2 separate regions of the Xenopus laevis genome follow, and region 1 is linked to region 2. A link is a contact called in public Hi-C data. All regions are on one chromosome and are shown on one strand. Each heading gives the region's core, a stretch centred on a gene start, on an enhancer-like site or on the middle of the called end of the contact. The rest is flanking DNA. Distances are from core to core; before and after follow the strand shown. Region 1 holds the start of cox6a1.S (cytochrome c oxidase subunit 6A1 S homeolog). Region 2 overlaps msi1.S (musashi RNA binding protein 1 S homeolog).

Region 1 (3,896 bases), core at 401-2,900, 37 kb after region 2:
ATTAAAATGTAACTCAAAAGTGAACAACCCCTTTAATAACCATGTAGATCTAGATAAACGTAAAACCATTATTTTTATCTGCAGTTGAATCTTTTCAACTGTTTCATTTTAAAGTTTTTTAAAGGGCTTTCAGTCCCCAATCATAAAATAAAGGAAACTATTAATAATATGTCATCGTATTTAACCAAATGTTTATTCTTCTGGTAGAACACCTTACTTACAACTACTTAATTAGATAACCCAAAAATTGTGAATAACAATTTATTTTACAAAATTATCTGTATTCCTTTTATTTATATGTGACTTGAAACATAGATGAAAGAACAGAGATGAGTACTGACATGCAGTAATGTAACTATACCTCTACAGAACACACCAGCACCAATTATCTATATATTGGGGGAAACATAAAAAACAGCACACCATAGAATTCTGGTGGGCCCTGGTGCAGTCACATCCTGGTACTTCTACCACTGCTGCCATACACAGGAAATGATGACACTTTGCTTTGACACTTTCTTGACTGTCAGGAAAATGTTCCTTTTAGTCAGGAAACAGAAAATAAGATTGAACTATGGTATTCACCAGGATGATCTTCTGAAAATATGCCCTTATTAATTCCAGTTTTCTAAAATTTAGGAATGATTCAGTAAGTGATGTGCCGGTCAGGAAAAACTTAACCCACATCCAACCCTAACCCCCAAAACCATAACCCACAGTACACCGATCCTAACCCAGCAAAATGTTTTAATTTTAGGACCCACACCCAACCCACACGTGCAGATCAGTTGTGCTTGTCACAAAAAAAGCCATATCTCAGAAAACACAGCCACTACAATATTGTAGTACCCCAGTGAGACCCACAACCAACCTGCACCTGCTATGGACATCCAAAATTCAGCCCAGACCTGCCCAACCCACAGGTTTACCCGCACATGACTAGATTCATTATTTTGCCAAGTAGCCAACTTGCAGCATGGCTGAAACTGTAATTTGTTTACTACACAGAAATCTTCCATTTTTTATAATGATAAACACATCCTCACTTGTGTTTCTTACAATAAATGGTTGTAAATTGCTTGTATTGGATCCACACTGCAAGTGAATGCCTGTTCATTTCATCCAGTAAAATCACATTAATCTGCAGTTTCATAATATAACAAATATGAAGTAAAAGTGATAACATCTTAGAACATTTCCATCACATGGATGTTTTTTTCTCATATCCAGTTACTCTAAAATACAACAAATACATTTTTGCCCCAGGAAACATAACAATGCACCAAGTCACCTGAACTAAGAAAAAGGCTTATTGTGCCAAGCTGAAGCTGCAAAGCAGAGGTGGGAGTAAAAACAAATAGTGCCTGTTCTAACCAAAGGCCCCACCAAACAACTTACTGTAAGATTTACTGCATTGGTTTTTAATGTCCTTTGTGTAAAATATAAAGTTTCAATGTCATCTGTGTTTTTTTTATAGTCAAATCAAGCAAAACCTATCCTATGTGCAAACATTCCTCTGTTGCTTTTTGTTCCCTCCTTAGGCATGCGCATAATAAATTTCGCCAACGCATGCGCAGTCTGCTAATCCCTCATGATTTAGACGTGCATGCGGATGTCACAGCCGCATACATTTATTTTAGGAGCGTCACGTCCGCTTCTGGACAGACTTCACGGACATCATGGCTTCTTTAGGAAGGCTCTCCGGAATTCTTCGCCGTTCATTGCCCATTCGCGGGAGACTTTTTTCCGCAGCTGCAGAGCAAGAGCATGCCGGGGCAGGTAAGGAGATGCGGATGTACTTCATAGACGGGTGTGCAGCCATGTTGTTGGAGGTCACCTTCAGTTGTCCTGAGGCCTTTATTGCTGTCAGTGGCTGCGGTTATTACAGGATGATCTTGTCATGCCGTCCTAAACGCTCTCTTCTTCGATGATCTTGCATTTCCTCAGTTCGTACCTGGAAGATCCTGAGCTACGTTGTTGCTTTGCCCGGGGTGGCAGTTTGTATGTTGAATGTCTACTTGAAGATGCAACATCACTCCCATGAGAATCCCGAGTTTATTCCATACGAGCATTTAAGAATCCGCACAAAGGTGAGAGGCGCTCCATCTTGTATTACATTAAACCCAGCTTCATGTCTACTGGTCTAGTCAGCCAGCAGGTAGCATGCCATGCTCACAATGAGAATTAAAGAGTAAAAGAATTAGTCAAACCTGCTTGGCATGTGTTTCATCCCACTAAGTTTGTGCCACTATGATTGGATCCAATTAGCAAGTGCAGCTACATGTGCAGTATAGTAATCTGCTGATATTGCAAATGCGCCTTGCAAGATGGCTGCACTGTGTAACTTAAAGGACCAGTAACATTAAAAAATTTTTTTTCAAAATTCGTTAGTATAGAATGAAAAATCAACACCTAGGCAAATAAAACTTTTAGATTGCAAAGCCTTTATTAAAGGACCAGTAACATAAAAAAAAATGTTTAAAAATTCGTTAGTGCACAACGAAAAATAAACACTAAGACAAAAGAAACTTTTAAATAGCAAAGCCTTTATTAAAAAATAACTTACAGAATGTCCACTTCCTGTCTGCTTCAGAAACGGCGAAAAGGCAACCATCCATCCTGCAACAATCAATTTCTTCTCCCTGGCTAGTCACTGACAGGCATCGCTTTCATCCACCTGCTGCTGTGTGTCTGTGGCTGCTGCTCCTGCTGTGTGCCCGTGACTGGCTGCTGACACTGCTCCCTGCGCTGACTCTGCCAAGCCGTCCCTTTCCCATGGTCCGAGCGCAGCCGACACTTCAGTACTGGTGGCGGCGTAGTGCAGGAAGCGGAGGGGTAGCGGCTGGGGCAGGGAGTGGTGGAGGCCCGGGCAGTCCGCAGCTCGGCGCTACCACCTGTGACTGCCCCAACTGCCATGAAGCTGAGGTTCTGTCCCGCCGGTGCCGGCGATTCATGTGCAGCAGCTGCGCCAATGAGTGCACAAAGCTTTCTGTGGCCAATGAGTCACTGTTGCATCAGCCTGGCGCTGAGTGTTTTTACGCCGCCACCAGTACTGAAGTGTCGGCTGCGCTCGGACCATGGGAAAGGGACGGCTTGGCAGAGTCAGAGCAGGGAGCAGTGTCAGCAGCCAGTCACGGGCACACAGCGGGAGCAGCAGCCACAGACACACAGCAGCAGGTGGATGAAAGCGATGCCTGTCAGTGACTAGCCAGGGAGAAGAAATTGATCGTTGCAGGATGGATGGTCGCCTTTTCGCCGTTTCTGAAGCAGACAGGAAGTGGACATTCTGTAAGTTATTTTTTAATAAAGGCTTTGCTATTTAAAAGTTTCTTTTGTCTTAGTGTTTATTTTTCGTTGTGCACTAACGAATTTTTAAACATTTTTTTTTATGTTACTGGTCCTTTAAGAGATAACTTACCAAAACTCCACTTCCTGTCCTCTTCTAAAACGGCGAAAGGGCGACCATCCATGCAGCGGTGTTCAACTTCTCCTCCCTGGCTATTCTCTCTGCAGCGCTTCCCCTATTCCCAGCAGTCGGACTTTGAATCCAGCCTTTCCTCGTCCTGCGAAGAAGAAGAGGAGGAGGAGGGCAGCCTCTGCCTCTCCAGCGGTAAGTGTTGTCTACAGGCGCACCGATCTGCTGAAGAATATCCCCAAGCGCATGGATCAGTGCGACGTGGAGAAGCTGCGCAAACACAAGGCTTTCCATGCGGCCAAGTGCACTCTCCAAGTGCACAACTCCTGGCATTCCGCTCCGCCTTTGAGCCAGGAGTGCTAACGTAGCCCGCAATCGTAGCGCATCGACAGATAGCAAGTGGTTTGGCGCTACAGGAATCTAAAATTGCCGCCTTCTCCTGCAGCAGCAGGGACTGCCAGCCCCAGGCACACTCAGGTGG
Region 2 (3,713 bases), core at 748-3,247:
AGAAGGGTGCTGCAATCAAAAATCCAAATCCTTTCAAACAAGGAGAAATAACATAATAGAAGGCTAGAGATGCTGTACTGTTTGTTTTCTGCTTACTGCACCAGGCCAAAGATCCAGCAGCCCTCCTGATCAGGCCCGGATTTGTGGAAAGTCCACCTAGGCCCAGGCCTAGGGCGGCAGGATTTTAGGGGGGCGGCATGCTGCCCAACCACACCCACATTGGTTCAAAAACACTTGGGATGCGCTGGAAATACAATCATTTTTTAAATTTCCCATGCACCAATCCCCATTGATAATGAAAATTTGCACGAATAAAGGGGTAGTGACAGGGGTGACTAACGCCAGTGGGCCTAGGGGCGCCCACTATGTAAATCCGGCCCTGCTCCTGATAAAAAAGATCAGTACCCCCCATCCCAAAAATCCAGCAGCCAACCTGATAAAGAAGATCAGTACCTCCCCATCCCAAAGATCCAGCAGCCCACCTGATAAAGAAGATCGGTACCCCCCATCCCAAAGATCCAGCAGCCCACCTGGTAAAGGAGAGCAGTACCTCCCCATCCCAAAGATCCAGCAGCCCACCTGATAAAGAAGATCAGTACCTCCCCATCCCAAAGATCAAGCAGCGCATTTGATAAAGAAGATCGGTACCTCCCCATCCCAAAGATCCAGCAGCGCATATGATAAAGAAGATCAGTACCTCCCCATCCCAAAGATCCAGCAGCCCACCTGATAAAGAAGATAAGTACCTCCCCATCCCAAAGATCCAGCAGCCCACGTGTTAAAGAAGATCATTACCCCTCTCCATCTTTCTTTTTTGCTAAGGCACAGCTCATGCCCTCTCTACTGTGGATGCTGTGATAATCTGAGCTAATGACCCAACACATAATTTAGAAGAAAAGTTAGGTTACATCTGTCAAGCAACACTACAGATTCAAGCAAGCCAAGATTTAATGCTTGAGCCTTTCAAGAGTAATATCTGAAATCCAAGTTTGATAGAATTGAGAGGCCTTTTTGTCAGTCTATGAATTTAGAAGCAAAAGTTTACAGTATAAAGCTAAATTAAATTCCCAGTGTCTGCCCCTTTCCCATACCTTTTGGGCACTTTAAAGGGCACCTATTTCCAAAAAATATTATCCTGTGTCTTATCCAGTGCCCAGCTGACTATTTAACATCGAAGTATTCAAAAACTCTGCATTGACAAAAATGGAGTGAGGCATTTGTAAATCTAATTGTTTTCATGACACCAATTTTACTTTACTCCGCCAGCCCTGCGGCTGCCCCAATGATACAATCCTTGCCTGCATTCAGCAGCGTTGTATTTATAATGTGCAGGCAGAAGGAGGAACCCCTCCCTTAACTCCCACCCCTAACTTGGATAGGGCTAGCCTGCGCCCCCTGCTGCAGTCCTCTGCACATTGTGCGGATTTTTTTTTTTCCCTATCCCTTTTTTTTTCTATCTCTTCCCCTAAAGCGAGTTGGGAAGAGGTGCTTGCTGAATGAGCACTAAAGAGCACACTTTTTGGTAAATTACTCCTATATATTTAAAATGTTGCTCAGCTTCTGTGTCTATGCACTCTGTGTTAATAAAGGTTTTTATTTATATACAGGTGAGTATGCTCAGGATAAGAAACCATATTTTAAAGCAAATTTAAGCACTAATAACTTTTTACTTGTGTCTGTATTTGTCAAGAAATATAAACATAAAAATGAATTACACCTATAGATGCCTGTTCCTATTCCTTTACCTAGTTGGAAAGCAGAGTTTACATGTCTCTGTCATAAACAAAACTTCTGTTTGTTTACAGTGGGCCTTTGTGCATGCCATTAACCCCCGGGTAAAAGTTTGCACTGATTCACAAGCAGCTGTTGTTATAATTAGCATCAATAAAGAATTTTGCATGTGTATTCAGAAAGCCTGCCACATCACATTCTAATCTACATTGTTAGGGTTCACACGCAGTAGCTATTAGCACAGCAACACAGGACCAGCCTTAAGGGTTTAAACCAATGACAGAATAGGTGCCTAAGACAAAGGGAAGCCAAATTGAAGCTCTTCCTTATATCTATCCCAGCCTGGATTTTTCTAGGATCTGCACTTACTAACTGCTGAAGTCAGAGCATAATGATCCTGATCCTTATGACTGATAAAACTTGAAGCAAACTGCATCATTAGATAGCAAAATGCTACTATGCAAAATAAGAAATATTAATAGGGTGTCCATTTCATTTGTAAACAAAGGCCACCATTTTGCCAAGAATTGGCCTGTGCAGGGGCAAAAAGAAAAAGTAAAAAAATCCAAATGGCCCAATTTTAACACCCATGCAGCTGCATCACTTAAACAGCAAATGAGCCCCATGTACATTTTCAAGGACAGAAGGACAGAGGCATTACACCTATTGTAAATTAGAATCTTGGGCTTTGTGCGTCATGATTGTGCCTCACCATAAGCATCCATACCTAACAAGTCTCCATGCATGCATAAACAGTAAAACACAAGGTCATGTATGTTTCCCTCACCATCTTATTGTTGATCTCATGGAAGTGAATATCGCAAATTTTCTCCACAATATCCTCTCCTTCAAAAGTCACAAACCCGAATCCTGCAACAAAAAACAAAATACAAAGAAAGGAGGTGTTGGTTATGCATAGCATCACTGTAATGAACAAAGCAAAGATGTGAGAATCCAGAGGTGCAAAGTATACATGTTTGCCTAAATAGCAGTGGAGGGTTTTGTACAATGCAAAGTGCTAAAGGACCAGGTAGCAATGCATTACTGCTTACTTTTATGCTCAAACCATGAGCATTAATAGCTGGTGGATTAAGAAGGTTTTAAGAAAAACAATAACATACAACTGTGAAGCCTAATTGTCAAGATAATTATAACAATTTCCAAACATAGTTGAAATCTGGACAACTAAAAACAAGAGGCTGAGTTATGGGCTGGAGCAACAGTTAATATATATACCAATAAGGTTGTCAGTTAGCAGTGTATTGTTGTGTTGCAGACTTGTATTCAAACTCTGTGCTAGTCACATTCTTAAACATATTTATATGGAATATTATATAAGTCAATAGGTATAAGGCTCTGATCTCTCTCTCTGCTCTAATATCTTATTTAAATACTCACCTCTGTGCCTGTTTGTTGTTTTATCAAACATTAACATGGCATCATCCACCTGTTCAAAACACAAGATTTGATAGATGAGAAGGTTTTGTAGGAAGTATACCTATCAATATGTTCACTTATTATTGTTGGTCATGCCATGCCATTGCCATGATAGTACATTAGAGTGAACGAATAATGAAGGCACATTAATTAGAACACATTTTATTATGTTTTATCCTAACAAGGATGTTTGTCATGTGGCTTCAATGCTCTCAACATGTTTTAAGGAAATGAAAAGCCATAAGGAGCTCCACTACATATGTTCCTTGGTTTCAGGGGGCATGGTTGTAAAACCAGGAGGGGGGTTGGGGTTAGAGGATTGAAAGAGTAGGAAAACTTTACGGTTCACATATAGAAGTATTCATTGTACAGCAGAGATATCTAGGGCAATGGGATCCTGAAGCAGCCATAGTAAATGAAGCATGTATGATATGTACAAATGGGGAAAAGTACAAGTGTAATATAAAATGGGGAAATATAAATTAACATTATGAAAAGTAGGGGATCACACTGATCACAGAAAAAAGGGGAGAAAGATGTTATCT

Evidence for each region. A called contact is a pair of places that touch in the nucleus more often than the background predicts.
Region 1: a Hi-C map of the XTC cell line shows a contact between it and region 2, with 2.2 times the contacts expected there. The contact joins the promoter of cox6a1.S here to the enhancer-like site in region 2. A contact is called at or near these places in 2 of 4 Hi-C or Micro-C datasets (the XTC cell line and animal cap).

The regions. Positions count from the first base shown.
Region 1 is chr1S:140,733,828-140,737,723 of Xenopus_laevis_v10.1, forward strand. cox6a1.S (cytochrome c oxidase subunit 6A1 S homeolog) reads left to right here and starts at 1,651. Exons shown (of 3, transcript NM_001093881.2): 1 at 1,651-1,779; 2 at 1,948-2,090. The coding sequence starts at 1,680.
Region 2 is chr1S:140,696,439-140,700,151 of Xenopus_laevis_v10.1, forward strand. msi1.S (musashi RNA binding protein 1 S homeolog) reads right to left here. Exons shown (of 15, transcript NM_001090571.1): 7 at 3,130-3,178; 8 at 2,519-2,601. Among protein-coding and RNA genes, the nearest start is that of msi1.S, 12 kb to the right of the region's middle. Within about 2 kb of position 1,998, at least 2 of the 7 cell types and tissues checked have an H3K27ac peak or open chromatin away from gene starts, as enhancers often do. A contact at or near this core is called in animal cap, where this site is marked.